Regions from separate parts of the Pelodiscus sinensis genome. Here region 1 is linked to region 2. Evidence: chromatin contacts called from public Hi-C data. All regions are on one chromosome and are shown on one strand. The core of a region is the stretch at or near the end of the contact, and the rest is flanking DNA. Distances in the headings are between cores, read along the strand shown. Region 1 holds the start of SMC5 (structural maintenance of chromosomes 5). Region 2 holds the start of CFAP95 (cilia and flagella associated protein 95).

Evidence for each region. Hi-C and Micro-C count contacts between places; a contact is called where the count stands out from the background.
Region 1: a contact with region 2 is called in a Hi-C map of blood, with 5 times the contacts expected there. The contact joins the promoter of SMC5 here to the promoter of CFAP95 in region 2. A contact is called at or near these places in 3 of 5 Hi-C or Micro-C datasets (blood, liver and an unstated tissue).

Annotation. Positions count from the first base shown.
Region 1 is chr6:32,822,663-32,829,044 of ASM4963464v1, reverse strand. SMC5 (structural maintenance of chromosomes 5) reads right to left here and starts at 4,045. Exons shown (of 24, transcript XM_075931701.1): 1 at 3,674-4,045. The coding sequence starts at 3,849.
Region 2 is chr6:32,602,844-32,609,663 of ASM4963464v1, reverse strand. It overlaps CFAP95 (cilia and flagella associated protein 95), which reads right to left and starts at 2,361. Exons shown (of 6, transcript XM_006137840.3): 1 at 1,463-2,361. The coding sequence starts at 1,749.

The DNA of each region.
Region 1 (6,382 bases), core at 2,796-5,295, 220 kb before region 2:
ATTACAATTTGAGACATGGAAACACCAACAGCGATCCTTGGTAATCTAGTCTGCCCCTTGCTCCCATGGCTCATGAAGCTGTAAACAGACAGCATGAACTACAGTAAGGAGCAGTTCAACTACAAGCTAAGCAAAAGCAGAACGGTGGTTGAATGTGCTTTCAGGAGTTTAAAGGGAAGGCTTAGGAGTCTAATGACTAGACTAGCCATTAATGAATGCAACATTCTCTGTGTGGTGGAAACCTGCTGTGGCTCAATATTTGTGAGGGCAAGCGGAAGAATTGTCTGGCAGGGTGGGGGCCTGACGCAGAATGCCTTGCTAGAGTTGAGCAGCCAGACCCAGGGCAATAAGGAGAGCACAGCGCAAATCAGAAAGGCTTTGAAATAAAGTTTTATGAATAGCCAGTTTTGAGAGTAATGCTTGTTGCTCTCAATGAGGTGCCCCTGCATTCAGTGTGTTTGCCACCTCACACTGGAAATACGAGCAATGCAGACTGTTGTTCAGACATCATGTGTTTTTAATTTAGGGAAGACAGTAGGGACAGAAAACAAGTCCATGGTGGGACTCAAAACAAAGAGGCAGTGAGAAACACAAGGACAGCCTTTTGCCTCCTGAGGCCCTGAAAGTTGAATGTGATGCTGGCTTTGAGTACCCTGTCCCCCATGTCCTGGGGTCCGCATGGGAGTAGAAGCTATAAAAATGGGTGAGGAGGGAAAGTTGTTGTCCACGAGGGCCAGGTTGTCTGCCAGGCATTCCATCACAGACATGCGGGACGAGAGAATATTCTCTTGTTGTTTCACTTGCAGTTCCCTGCACATTTTCTTTCCTGTCTGCCGCTGCCACTCCACTTGTATCTCCTTCAGGAATGTATTACTCCACTCCATTTGCTCTTTAAACATGTCTTCTCTTGTCCATTTTTGCCTGCGGATTTGTGTAATTTGGACAGCTGCTGGAGCCAGGGAGTATGCAACAAGCTCCCTGCTGTTCCCACTGTAACAAAGTTACAAGGACACACATTACAGGAGATGCATTGTGGAGTCTAAAACCTAATCTATAAATATACAGTGAAGATCTCTCTAACGACAATGAAAATGTGCAAGGTAGGGATGTTCAATATCAGTTAATTGAATAGTCAATTAACTTCAGGAATTCTTATCAGTTAGTCAACTATTCTATAGTCCCCGAGAATAGGGCCAGTGTGAACCGGAACTTAGGAGGCTGCCAGTCCACCTGGCTCCTAATACATTTTAAATGCATACCCATAGCAGGGGTAGTAGGTCCCAGTAGGGGTTCCTTGAAAATATTTTAAGCTGAAAAGAGTTCCATGGCCAAATAAAATCAGGAAACACTGGTCTAAAGAATTAACCTATAAGCTTTTGCAAGGCCAAAGTCATGCTTTAAAGCAGACACTGTAAAGCAGGTACACAACAGGGTTCTCAAGAGAGCCTCTGGACTCACAATCTGGAGGCAAGCATGGTAAGGGGCCTGCCAGGGCATGATCCTGCGGGCGGGGGGGAGGACGCTGGGGCAGGACAGTGACTCACGTGGCTTTCCTCCTCTGCATTCACTACAACCTGCTTCTTGGGAGAACGCTATTCTCCCATCTTGCAGGAGCCTGAGGGGTAGGAGGATAGCAGAGTCTGAAGCCATGCTAGCAGCAGAGGCAGCAGCTAAAAGCTTCTCCCGCTCCTTCATCCAAGTTGTCATGCGAGATATCAGTCTTCTCCAATTCACACAGAGTGATAGGGAGCTGATGTTGACTGAAGGTGGCCAGAAACCTGGGCCTTATGCTGCCAGGCTTTGTGCTGCAGTGACACCAGACCACTTACTGCTGACTTAGCATGGGAAGGAGTCCTACCATGGATGATGGAATAAGGCTGGTCTCCCCAGAAACACTGTGAGAGGGATCAGAGTTCCTCTATGAGAGCTTCATGGAGATATGCAGGGAGGATTCCTTCTCCATCTCCAGATATATTAACAAGCTGTTCTGTGCCCCCATCTTGCATGTAGCACAGTTTATGCATCACATCCAAGGAAAAAAAATTGTGAACTCACCAGAAGTGTCCTCCCCAGAATTATTGCTTGATTGTGAGATGTTCTGGGAGGAGGGAATTGGCTCCAAAGTGATGAAAAGTAGGCGGCGCTCACCACTCACAAGCTGGCTGTTCTCCTTGTCCTCCTCGTCCTCTTCCACCACCTCCCTATCCTCCACTCTGTTGCCCCGTGTGTCTTGGGAGGATTCCACAATCTGGCCTGGGAAGTGGGTCGAGTCCCCCCGTAGGATAACATGCAGCAATTTGTAAAAGCAGCATTTTTACAGCCATGCACCAGAGTCCATTTGCTTCTTATTTTGTAATAGGACTGCCTCAGCTCCTTTATTTTAACTCTGCACTGTTAGGAGTCCCTGGAGTATTTTCTCTCCACCAGGCACCATGCTATCTTAGCATGGTTATCAGTGTTTCTTTTGCTGTTTCAGAAATCAGACAAAATGGATTCTTCACCCTATGCCTCAATGAGGTCCAAGATCTCCTGCACACTCTATGCTTGTGGTCTTTTGCACCTCTGGGAACTGGCACCCTGGGAATTCGAATTTATGGGAATCATGACCAGGTATGCGGATTACTATGAGGTGTGCTCACAACGCTGGCCACATAGGAAATGAAAATTCAAACTTTCCCAGGTCTTTTCCTGTTCACTTGAAGATCAGTAGAGGCACAATTTCTGGCGAGAGCATGGCACTGAGTTGCCTCCTGGAGGACAAAAACCTTGACTTCCTCCATGCTGGATCTACACTAGGAATGTAATAGCTTAACTGCTTAAATAGTTATACAAGAAGCATTAGCTTATCTGTTACCATAACGATTACAGATCAGCTTAGGCTTGATAACGTGGACTCATTTTTTAGAAAAATTGACCTTATGCAGTAAAATTCAGCCTAATCTCCTAGCATAGACAGGCCTTGGTGTTTACTTATTGTGATAAATAAGCCCAGCCCACAACTCCAAACACAGTCCTTTCCCAGCCTGTCTGCAGAGTTCAGCAAACATCCAGGTTGCTTGTCCCCAGCCATAAGGCTACGACTATTTTTTTTCTGGGGATGGGGAACACAGTTCCAAATAAGGCATGAGAAGAACGCGCTAGCCAACACACAGCACCTTGCCCAAGCTGTGTGCAGTGGTGCTGTCCAACACTAAAGGTACCGCCAGTGACACACACCCTGCGCCAGTGACACACACCCTGCGCCAGTGACACACACCCTGCCCACATCTTACAAAAGGCCTGTGAACTGGCTACCATGATCACTGGATGGAGGGGAGGGGGGTCAGGAGCCACATCAGCCACACTGGCCCAGCACAGGCACCACCCAACAGTCCTGCCACCTGTCAGGGGGTGGGAGGAGGGGGCGGACTGGGAGCCGGCTCCCTCTCACTGTGGGAGAGGATAGTAGGGGTAGGACGGCCCTTCCGTGCAGTTTCATCAGCCCCTGGCACAACCCAGCTCCAGGAACCGGGGCCGATCCCCTGACTCCCGGAGCTAGGTCCCCCCCCCCGAGCGCCACATACTCCACACGCTCCTCCTCACGGCCTGGCGGAGCCCAGCGGCCAGGGACTCGCGGTAGCCCCCTGGCACGAGCCACGCCCTCCCCCCGCGGCTCTTGCTGCCCCGCACTCACAGGAAGTTCTCCATGGTGACCCTGACTACAGAGCCCTCCACGAAGGGCGACGGCGGCTGCCCCAGGCCGCTCCCCTCTGGCCTGGCAGCCCCCGAGCCGCGCTTACTGCACCCGGCGCCGCTCCCGCTCGGCCCGCCAGTGACGGCCCCGAGTTTCCGTTTGCCCGGGGCCGCCATCTTCCTTCGCACCAGGCTAAAGCACCGCCCACCATCCCGGCGGCGTGGGGCGCGCGCCGTGAAGATGAAAACGGGCCCGAGCCGCGCGCCCTACTCCCATTGGTTAGACGGCGCGGCCTGCGAGGGGAGGAGGAGGCCATTGGCTCGTGGAACCCCCAGGCGCGACGTCGAAAGCTCATAGGCTGAGAGGTGGAACGGCGGGGCCAATTTGGTACTGTCCGTTCAGCGACAGGGCTGTTTGCCAGCGGGTCTCGCGAGACCGACGGGCGGCCTGTGTTGTTGCTGTGGGCTCTCCGATAGAGCTTCTCCCATAGGGATTTACATGGCGATCTGGCTGGGGTGGTGGGCGCCTTATTTGCATGAAATGGAATCGCAGAGGCGTATTCTTCCCCTCCCCCCGCCTTACAGGGCTAGTTACTGACATCGGGATTCTGCCTTCACGTGTAATGCAGCCACATCAAACTACACCGCCCAGCATGCAGCGCGGCAAGTGGGCCGTCGCGTTCCCTATCAGTAGCTGAGCTTTGCATGCTGGGAGACGTAGTTCTCTAGCGCTCACTGCCCCTCCCACGTTTTGAGAGCTACTCTCTTGTTTGGGGTGGCAGGCTCAGCATTTCGGGAGGTAGGGAAAGGAGGAGACTTGTTCATTCCACCCGCTGCCTTCTCCCAGGGCCAAGGGGGAACCCTGAGACCGCCTGGGCCCATCCCCAACACTGGGTTTCTGTATTAAAGTGGCACCTTGTAGACTAAACAGATGTATTGGAGCATAAACAAAAGACAGGACTATGCAGCACTTCAAAGACAAACAAGATGAAATGTTTCTGGCAGGGGACAGGGTAATAGCTAGTATCTTCCTATTTGCTGACACCAAAATCATTTATACTTTTAATATGGCTAAGTGTGTCATTTTTAAATCACTGATCCCTTCCCTGATATTTGAAGTTGGGAAGCATAAAAGCTTTTGTTACAAAAAATGTATTAAAGTGATTTCAAACTAAGGATTGTGATGTTGTCTTTCCACCAGATGGCAGCATAATCTAGGAATTCTTACACAGAGAAAGAATTTTAAAGACATATACCGGATATACAGAAGTATTAAAAAAAAACCTTCCAGAACATGCATGTTTTAGCTATTTGCAATCAACCAATGAACTGGGGCAGAAATAGCCTTCAAAAGGGAAGCTGATTGATTGAATGGATAATTAGCCAGAGACATTGTTCCTAAAAGTCATTGGTTATTTAGCATCCCTTTCCCCTCCTTTTGAGGAGGATCCTAACCGGATTCATGTTAAGAGTGGGTAAGTATATTATCCCATAACAATTGGAACTGGCAGGACTTCCACCAATGGCACTAAGGTTTCTGCAAGTTCCTTTCCTTACAGCGAAAGTGACATCATCTCAGCCACCAATACAGCTTCCAGCCTTTAAGAACAGGGCAACTAGATTAAGGAGCTACATGAAAGCAACACTGGAGTAACAAAGTGATAAATCAGGCCCTTATGTTAAACCAGGATTAATCTAATACTGAGTCAGAATCTGGTCTAATTTACACTAATGGAAATCCAAATGAACGATTAAACTCAATGTAGTTACTCTGGATTGAAACCAGTATAACTGGTAAGAATTTGTCCCTTTTAAGTAATAAAAATATGCAAAAAGATGAACTAATAGAACACACACATATAAACAGCAAAATAAAGAAGACAGTATTACCAACAACAAAGGGACAATGGAAAGATCTGTCCTGCTCTTAGGATAATGCCTGTTTTATGCAATACAGTTTGTTGTCCATGGTCATTAAAGGGTCATGTGTTGCCCTGAAGCAGTGAATTCAAGAGGCACAAAGTGGCTTACAACCACCTTTTCCCCCCTTTCATTCTTCTGTCTAGTGCAATGGTTTTCAACATTTTTTCATTTGTGTACCTTAAACAATTTCAAATGCAGGTGTGGACCCCTATCTAAATCTTAAAACGTAGTCTGTGGACTCTCCACTGTTCCATGGACCTCTTAGACATAAGTCTGCGGAGTGCAGGTTGAAACCAACTGGTACAGTGCAAAGAAGCAGAAACATCTATCATGTCCTGGTGACGGGAGAAATGATGTTTCTTCCTGCCCTCAGAATAGTGTCTCTCTCTCTAGGGGACAAGTTCTGCCCCCAATTGTACCCATATAAACCTGATACCAAGGGGGTTGTCTACATTAATGCATGCATTCATAAGCATGCATTGTTAAATTCTTCTCTCAGTTGTAAGCATGTATCTTTATCTCCGAGGACTTTTGACTTTTAGCCATTCACTGATCTAATTTAATCCAATTAAAAGATCAGACCTACACTGCTGAAACAGAGATCAGCATGTAACATCATATATATGTATTTTGAAGAGATTTTGCATTTTACTTCATGTATAAAACAAGGTTCTCAAAGATTATTCTGAAGTATCCAGAAATGCAGAGCCCATTGATTATAACCATCTTATTTTCACAGTATTTCCCTGTTACATGATTTGAATTTGTATATAAACTGAGATGGATG
Region 2 (6,820 bases), core at 1,112-3,611:
GGCGCGGGGCCTATTGCAGCGCGGGGCCTGGGGAAGCCGCCCCACTCGCCCGCCCACTCGCCCTGCCCACAGACCTTGTCTAAAATTTCCAAAAGAGGTCTGAACTTCTGTTTGAAATGTTTTTAATTAAAAAAGGTTGAAAAACACTGATCTAAAACAGTGTTTCTCAAAGTGATCTGCAAAATCACTTTGAGAAACATGATAACTAGCTGCTCCAGTTTGTTTACTTACCAGTGCCACAGCCACGGAGCCTCAAGGCTCCCATTGGCTCCAGTTCACCATTTGCAGCCAAGCGAAGCTGTGGGAAGCAGCAAACTAGGGATGTTAAATTTAGTTTAATCAGCTTGCCAATTAGTTGATAAGCGGGGGAGCCTTTTAAATGTATTAAGAGTCGGCTCTTAATACATTTAATAACATTTAATACTTATTAATACATTTAAAAACCAGAGGCACAGTGTCTGGGACTGGACGCGAGCCGGAATTAGCTGATTTCTGGCTCGTGCCTGGTCCCCGCTACTCCCCTGTGTCCCCCAGAGATGGTGCTGAGGGGAACTGGCTTTTAAGCTGGGTCTCCCCAGCACTGGTTCCTGCTGTCCTGCCTTGCTGCCTCTAAGAGAGACAGTAAGGGGGGGAAGCAAATAGTCAAGGGTCTTTTGTGGAAAAACTTGCCAGTCTAGACGCAGCCACAGTGTTGACAGTACTACTTGCTAGCCAATAAGCTACCCAAGTTCAAAATACTGTATCAATTACCATACTATTTAAATAGTTACTACCCTCTGCCCAATCCAGCACACATGCCAATGTTCATATACAAGAAGGTAGCACATGTTTATTTCCTAGTCCATCACGGTGTCTCATTTCAGATAGGCATTACAGACCTCCTTCTAGCAACACCAAGAATTGTAATTCTATAAGTTTAAAAATGAATATTCCTGTGGCACCTTAGAGACTAACAAATATGTATATCATGAGATTTCATGGGCAAAACCCACTTCTTCAGATGAGCCACAGGACTACTCGTTTTTGTTAAAGTTACAGACTATCACGGTTACCCCACTGAGATTTCTATATGTTTAAACGTGCATACATACCCGTTACAAGATACATTTACAGGGAGACTGTTGTATCTTTAAGGTTCCTTTATGCCAGTATAACTGCCTCCACCCTCAAGGTCTTTACAGTGGCAACTATTTGAGCCAAAACACACCCCTAACCCAAGTGCCCCACAACATCTGGGGGCAGACCAGGCCAAAAGCTCCTCACAAAGCGCATCATAATCTAAAAAGCCCGAGTAGTGACTTTTTGCAAGGGGGTCCTACCAGTATAGATTATTGTGCAACATAATCTGGGAGGTGTGCAGTACACAAGGGAGCAGCGGATGTCTCTCCCCCCTCCCCAAGGCCTTTTGCCGAGCACCACGTATGTTCACAGACCCAAGGGGGCGACAGTGGGGGCCCCTTACCAGCGGTACACGAGGGTGGGTCTCCCATAGTGCAAGCCACGCGAGCGCAGCGTTAAGGTCCCCTTGCGCTCCAGCACGTCGGGTGGGCCCATGTCCATTCTCAGGTGTCCCCCTCTGGGGCTGCGGGACTTACTGCACCGTCCGGACCCTCCCCCCCGCACGGAAACAGTCCCGAACAGATGCCCGCCTCTAGCCCTTGCTACAGGGAGACATTCCCACGCAGGCGCTGCCTCGTCGCCTTGGTAACGAGAGACGCTGCGAGGAAGCGGGGGCGGAGCAACAAGCATTTTCCGCGCGGGCTCTATCGCTATGTCCTGAGAGTTCTAGCGGGCTGTCCCGCACAGGACTACATTACCCAGAATGCAAGGCTACGCTTTGACCCGTGCGAACAACGGCTCAATGCGGAGCATTGTGTGATGGGAAATGTAGTCCAGCAAAGATGGATGCCTGTTAAGCCAAAACGTGACTTCACTTTAAGGGGAGTTGCACCTTCCTCTCCCATTTCCCACCGCCCTTCACTGCCTAACCTCTCCTGTCTGCCTAGCCTGGAGGCCAGAGAGACACGCAAATTGTGTTGTGATGGCTTCCAGCTCCCTGTAGCACTACACAGCTATTTCTCATCATTACCTGTGTAATCTGGTAGCAGTCAGGAGACCCAGGCATAGATCTGTACACTCACTAATTCCTGTGGCAACAGCTCCTGCCCCAAAGAGCTATAATCTAAATTAGCAGTATACCTGTTCTGGAGACCAGCCAAGCAGGGTGGGTATTCAGAGAATTTTGCACACTCAGTGATAAACACATCATTTTGTTTTTGCCCCTCCTGTGATCACCAAAAAAACTATCCAGCTATACAGACAGCTTTACAAGCTAAAGGTGAAATCGTGGTCTCATTAAGATCAATGGCAAAACTCCCACTGAGCTCAGTGGGGCCAGGATTTCACCATAAGGCTATATCTACACTGCAGGCTTCTTGTGCAAGGACGGCTGTTCTTGCACAAAAACTTGCAGAGCATCTACACTGCACGCATGTTCTTGCACAAGTAAATTTACAAGAAAGTGTTGGAACAGAGGAAGGCAATGTGGACGGGCAACAGGGTTTCTTGCGCAAGAAACCCCTATGGCTAAAATGGCCATCAGAACTTTCTTGCACAAGAAATCATCTACACTGCCATGGACGCTTTTGTGCAAAAGCACATCTCTTGTGCAAGAAGCCTGCAGTGTAGATGTAGCCAAGAGGTTTACAGGATTGGGCATGATTTGCACAAGTAGTATAAATGCTTTAGGATTTTTTATTGATATTTTAAATCTTCACTCTCTTTGGACAAGTAAATGTATAAGTATTGTGATTACAATTTTAGCTCATCCCATGGTTTAAAGTTACTTCCAGCAAATAAATCCAAAGTAGTATATATACTTTAATTTACTGTCTATGCCCATAAGTCCTCCTTGTAATAAATCTGATAACTCATTCACAGCAGAATATAAATATTAATTGACACAACAGGATTCCGATGTTAAAATGGTAACCCTTGACTACCAATATGTTATTTCTGTTTGCACTATTACTGCACTTATTGTACTTTTTTTTGCAGTTTTTTTAAACTATAAATTGTCCAAGTCTTTAGAAATAAGCTGCTTTGTTCTTATTTCCTTCTGTATATAAAGTATGGCTTTATTCTGAGAAGTGACTTGGTAAAAAGTGGCATTACGGGGATCCATCTCTATTTTGTCTCCATTATTTCTACGTTAAATATGTTCATTTTACAAGCTTTAAAAAAAAGTATGTTTTATTTTCTAAGTATTGGCCCTGCATATGAGAGTCACTCTGCCACTTGAGCATCAGAACCTGTAATGAGGATTCTACAGGCCAAAATATGGCAACAGCAACACCTGTGCAACTCCATTGATTTCATAGCTAAACTAGCTACATTGTCACTAATAGGATAGCATTGGTGTAACAGACTGGAACTTGGCACAGAATTCTATTGTCAAGAAGGAAGAGACACCATTTCAAAGTCTTTCATCCTCTTAACTATTTTGGCTCAGCTGGAATAATGGGAATAAAATGTAGTGGATCCTTACTTTTTATCATTAAAGTGATCAAATAAAATCCTGAATACATTCAAAGAGCAGATATCTGTTGAGTAAGATACTTCCATTTTAATTCACTTTTCGGAGTGAATGAAATATTTAAACATGTTGCAGAATAAGTTAATTAACTTTTAGTTTGCTCCATTGAACCACTGAAAAGCGTGCATTTAAACTGCCATTTACTTCTTCCTTTTCAGTATGTATGTAAATATTTATGGATGATTCAAGTCAGCTGGCCATTTACTCCTCTTTACAAATTACAATTAGGCCTTTAATTGATGTTGGTGTTCTGTCTTCATTGCGCCCTAATCCCTTCTGACAACAAAAATTACTACATATACCCCAGGAGGTAGTGAAACCTGAGCCTGCCCAAGTCCCACCCCCTGTTAGGCAGGGGTAGATAAGGGTGAAGCCAAAGCTCAAGGGCTTCAGCCCTGGGTGGAAGGCTTGTAACCAGAGCCTACCCCCCCCCCCCCAGGGTAGAAGCTGAAGCCTGAGTCCTGCCATTCATGGATGAAGACCTCAAGCTTCAGCTTTAGCCCCCAGTAAGTCTAATGGCAGCCCTGGTGACCCATTAAAATAGGATTGTGACCATTACAGGGTCCCAACCCATAATTTGAGAACCACTACTATAATGCTATGTCTACAATGCACAGTTAAGTTGACTTAAGTTACATTGACATTTATCTACCACTATTGCACAACCACACAATGCTCTGAGAAAGCATTGTCATTAGTAGGTGCTCCTGAAGAAACAGAGAGAGGTGCACTGTAGGTAGCTCTTTCAGGGCACATCTGCACGAGAGAGTTATTTCAAAATAACTCCCCTTGTTTTGAAATAAGATGAGCATCCATACAAAAAGTCCATTATTTCAAAATTATTTTGAAATAATGGGCTTGTTATTTTGAAATAACTCCCACTTCTGATGAGGAATAATGCCTATTTCAAAACTGTTATTTCAAAATAGGGTTAGTGTGGACGCTCAGCTGTTGTTATTTTGAAATAATTGGCCTCCGGAGGCCTCTCACAGCTGCCCTGGTGGCTGCTCTGGCCACAGCCCTGACAACTATAATGCTTCCCTTCTCCTGCATTCTTTAAAGGTGCAGGCAGAAGGAAAATGGCTGATGGCATCACACTATGCAGCACGCTTTCTTGGAACCACAGCAGACACTCGTGCTCCCTCCAAGCCCCCCATGGCTGCAAGTACACCTGCTGCTACCTCAGAAGCCAGGGGCAAAAGACAGCACCAGCCTGGACTGGTGCAGAGATCCTGGATCCCATTGAGGTCTGGGGCAAGGTGTCAAACCTCAAGGATCTCTGAACCAGATGGCAAAACACCAGTGTCAATGGTCAGATGGCCACCAGCGTGGCCCAGAAGGGGCACAGCTGCATCCCATACCAGGCACACATGAAAATTAAGGAACTGTGGCAGGCCTACATGAAGGCAAGGGAACAAAATTCCCACTCTGGGATGGCACCCCAGAGCTGCTGCTTTTACGAGCAGCTGGATGCCATCTTGGGAGGGGGGCCAGTCACACACACCCCCGTGTCATCAACTCCGGGCAGGACACACCCATCATCAGCCTCAGCAAGGGTGGAGCTGTCTAAGAGGAGGAACAAGTCAGCCTGGACACCATGCTTGCCAGCCAGGAGGTCATCAGCAGCCTGGAGCTGGTCCCTTCCCCCAATGGCTCCCAGGTCAGTGGTTCCTAACCCCCCAAAATTCCCTACCGCTGCAGTAAACTGTGCATTTGATATTTGTCAGAAAGCATGAATCCTGTACTGCTCTGCAGTATTGTGATGAATGTTATGAACACAAAATGGATGATCCTGCAGTATTTCATGAACTACATAGCCGATGATGACATCATGGTGTCTGGACTACTCTGTGCAATGGACAGAAACTATTCAAGATTGCTGTTGGCACTTATGGAGCAGCTGTACATGGTGGACTGTCAGTTCTGGGTGCAGAAAACAAGCACTGAGTTGTGGGATCATATCATTATACAGATATGGGATGACGATACAAATATTTCTATCTTCTGAAAGGTACATGAAAATCAAGCATATTTGCCATTGAGACTCTCACAGCTGCTATGTGTATGTCCAACTATCATTGTGAAACAACCCCATCCAGGTGCACTGTGAGGAATGTAGGGAGAGGAAGAGTATAGGAAGGTCATGAAAAGTAGTCTGTAAGGGCTGCAAGGGGATATGAGCACAGAGATGTTTCACCTAAAGTTCAATCAGGTCATGTCTACATTACAGAGTTATTTCTAAATAACAAGGTGAGCATCCACATAGCAAGGCTGTGTCTACATTGGCACCCTTTTCTGGAAAAGGGATGCTAAAGAGACAAGTCGGAATTTCAAATGCCACGGGGGATTTAAATATCCCCGCGGCATCTGCATGAACATGGCTGCCGCTTTTTTCCGGCTCGGGGCTTTGCCGGAGAAAAGCGCCAGTCTAGACGGGATCTTTCGGAAAATAAAGCCTTTTCTGGAAGATCCCTTATTCCTGATTTTAAGAGGAATAAGGGATCTTCTGGAAAAGGCTTTATTTTCCAAAAGATCCCGTCTAGACTGGCGCTTTTCTCCGGCAAAGCCCCGAGCCAGAAAAAAGCGGCAGCCATGTTCATGCAAATGCCGCGGGGGATATTTAAATCCCCCGCGGCATTTGCAATTCCGACTTGTCTCATTAGCATCCCTTTTCCGGAAAAGGGTGCCAATGTAGACACAGCCCAAGTGTGTTATTCCAAAATTATTTTGGGAACAACAGGCTTTTTATTCTGATATAATAAACCCTCATTTCATGAGGAATAAGCTTATTTCAAAATAGGGTGACTGTGGATGGCACAGCTGTGCTTATTATCAAAATAATTGGCCTCCAGAGTTTCTCACAGCTGCTCTGGTGGCCACTCTGTCCACACCCCTCAGAACTCCATAATTTCCCTTCCTCTACAGCCTTTAAAGCTGCAGACAGAGGGAAAACAGCAGGACACATTTGTATAGTAACAGCTGACCCCACCTAGCTTCCTCACTTCCCCTCCCCCCCCCCCCAGCTGCTAGTGAGCTGGCAACCAGCTCTTTAGCCCCTGGCCGGGGCAGAACAAGAAGGCCCCTATTGGTGTGGTATGGAGATCCTAGATCTCACTGAGGACAGGGGAGAGGAGGCTAACCTCCAGGATCTCCATGCCAGGTGCAGGAATGCAGATGTGTATGGTCAGACGACTGCCAGCTTGAGCCAGAAGGGCCCCATGCCCA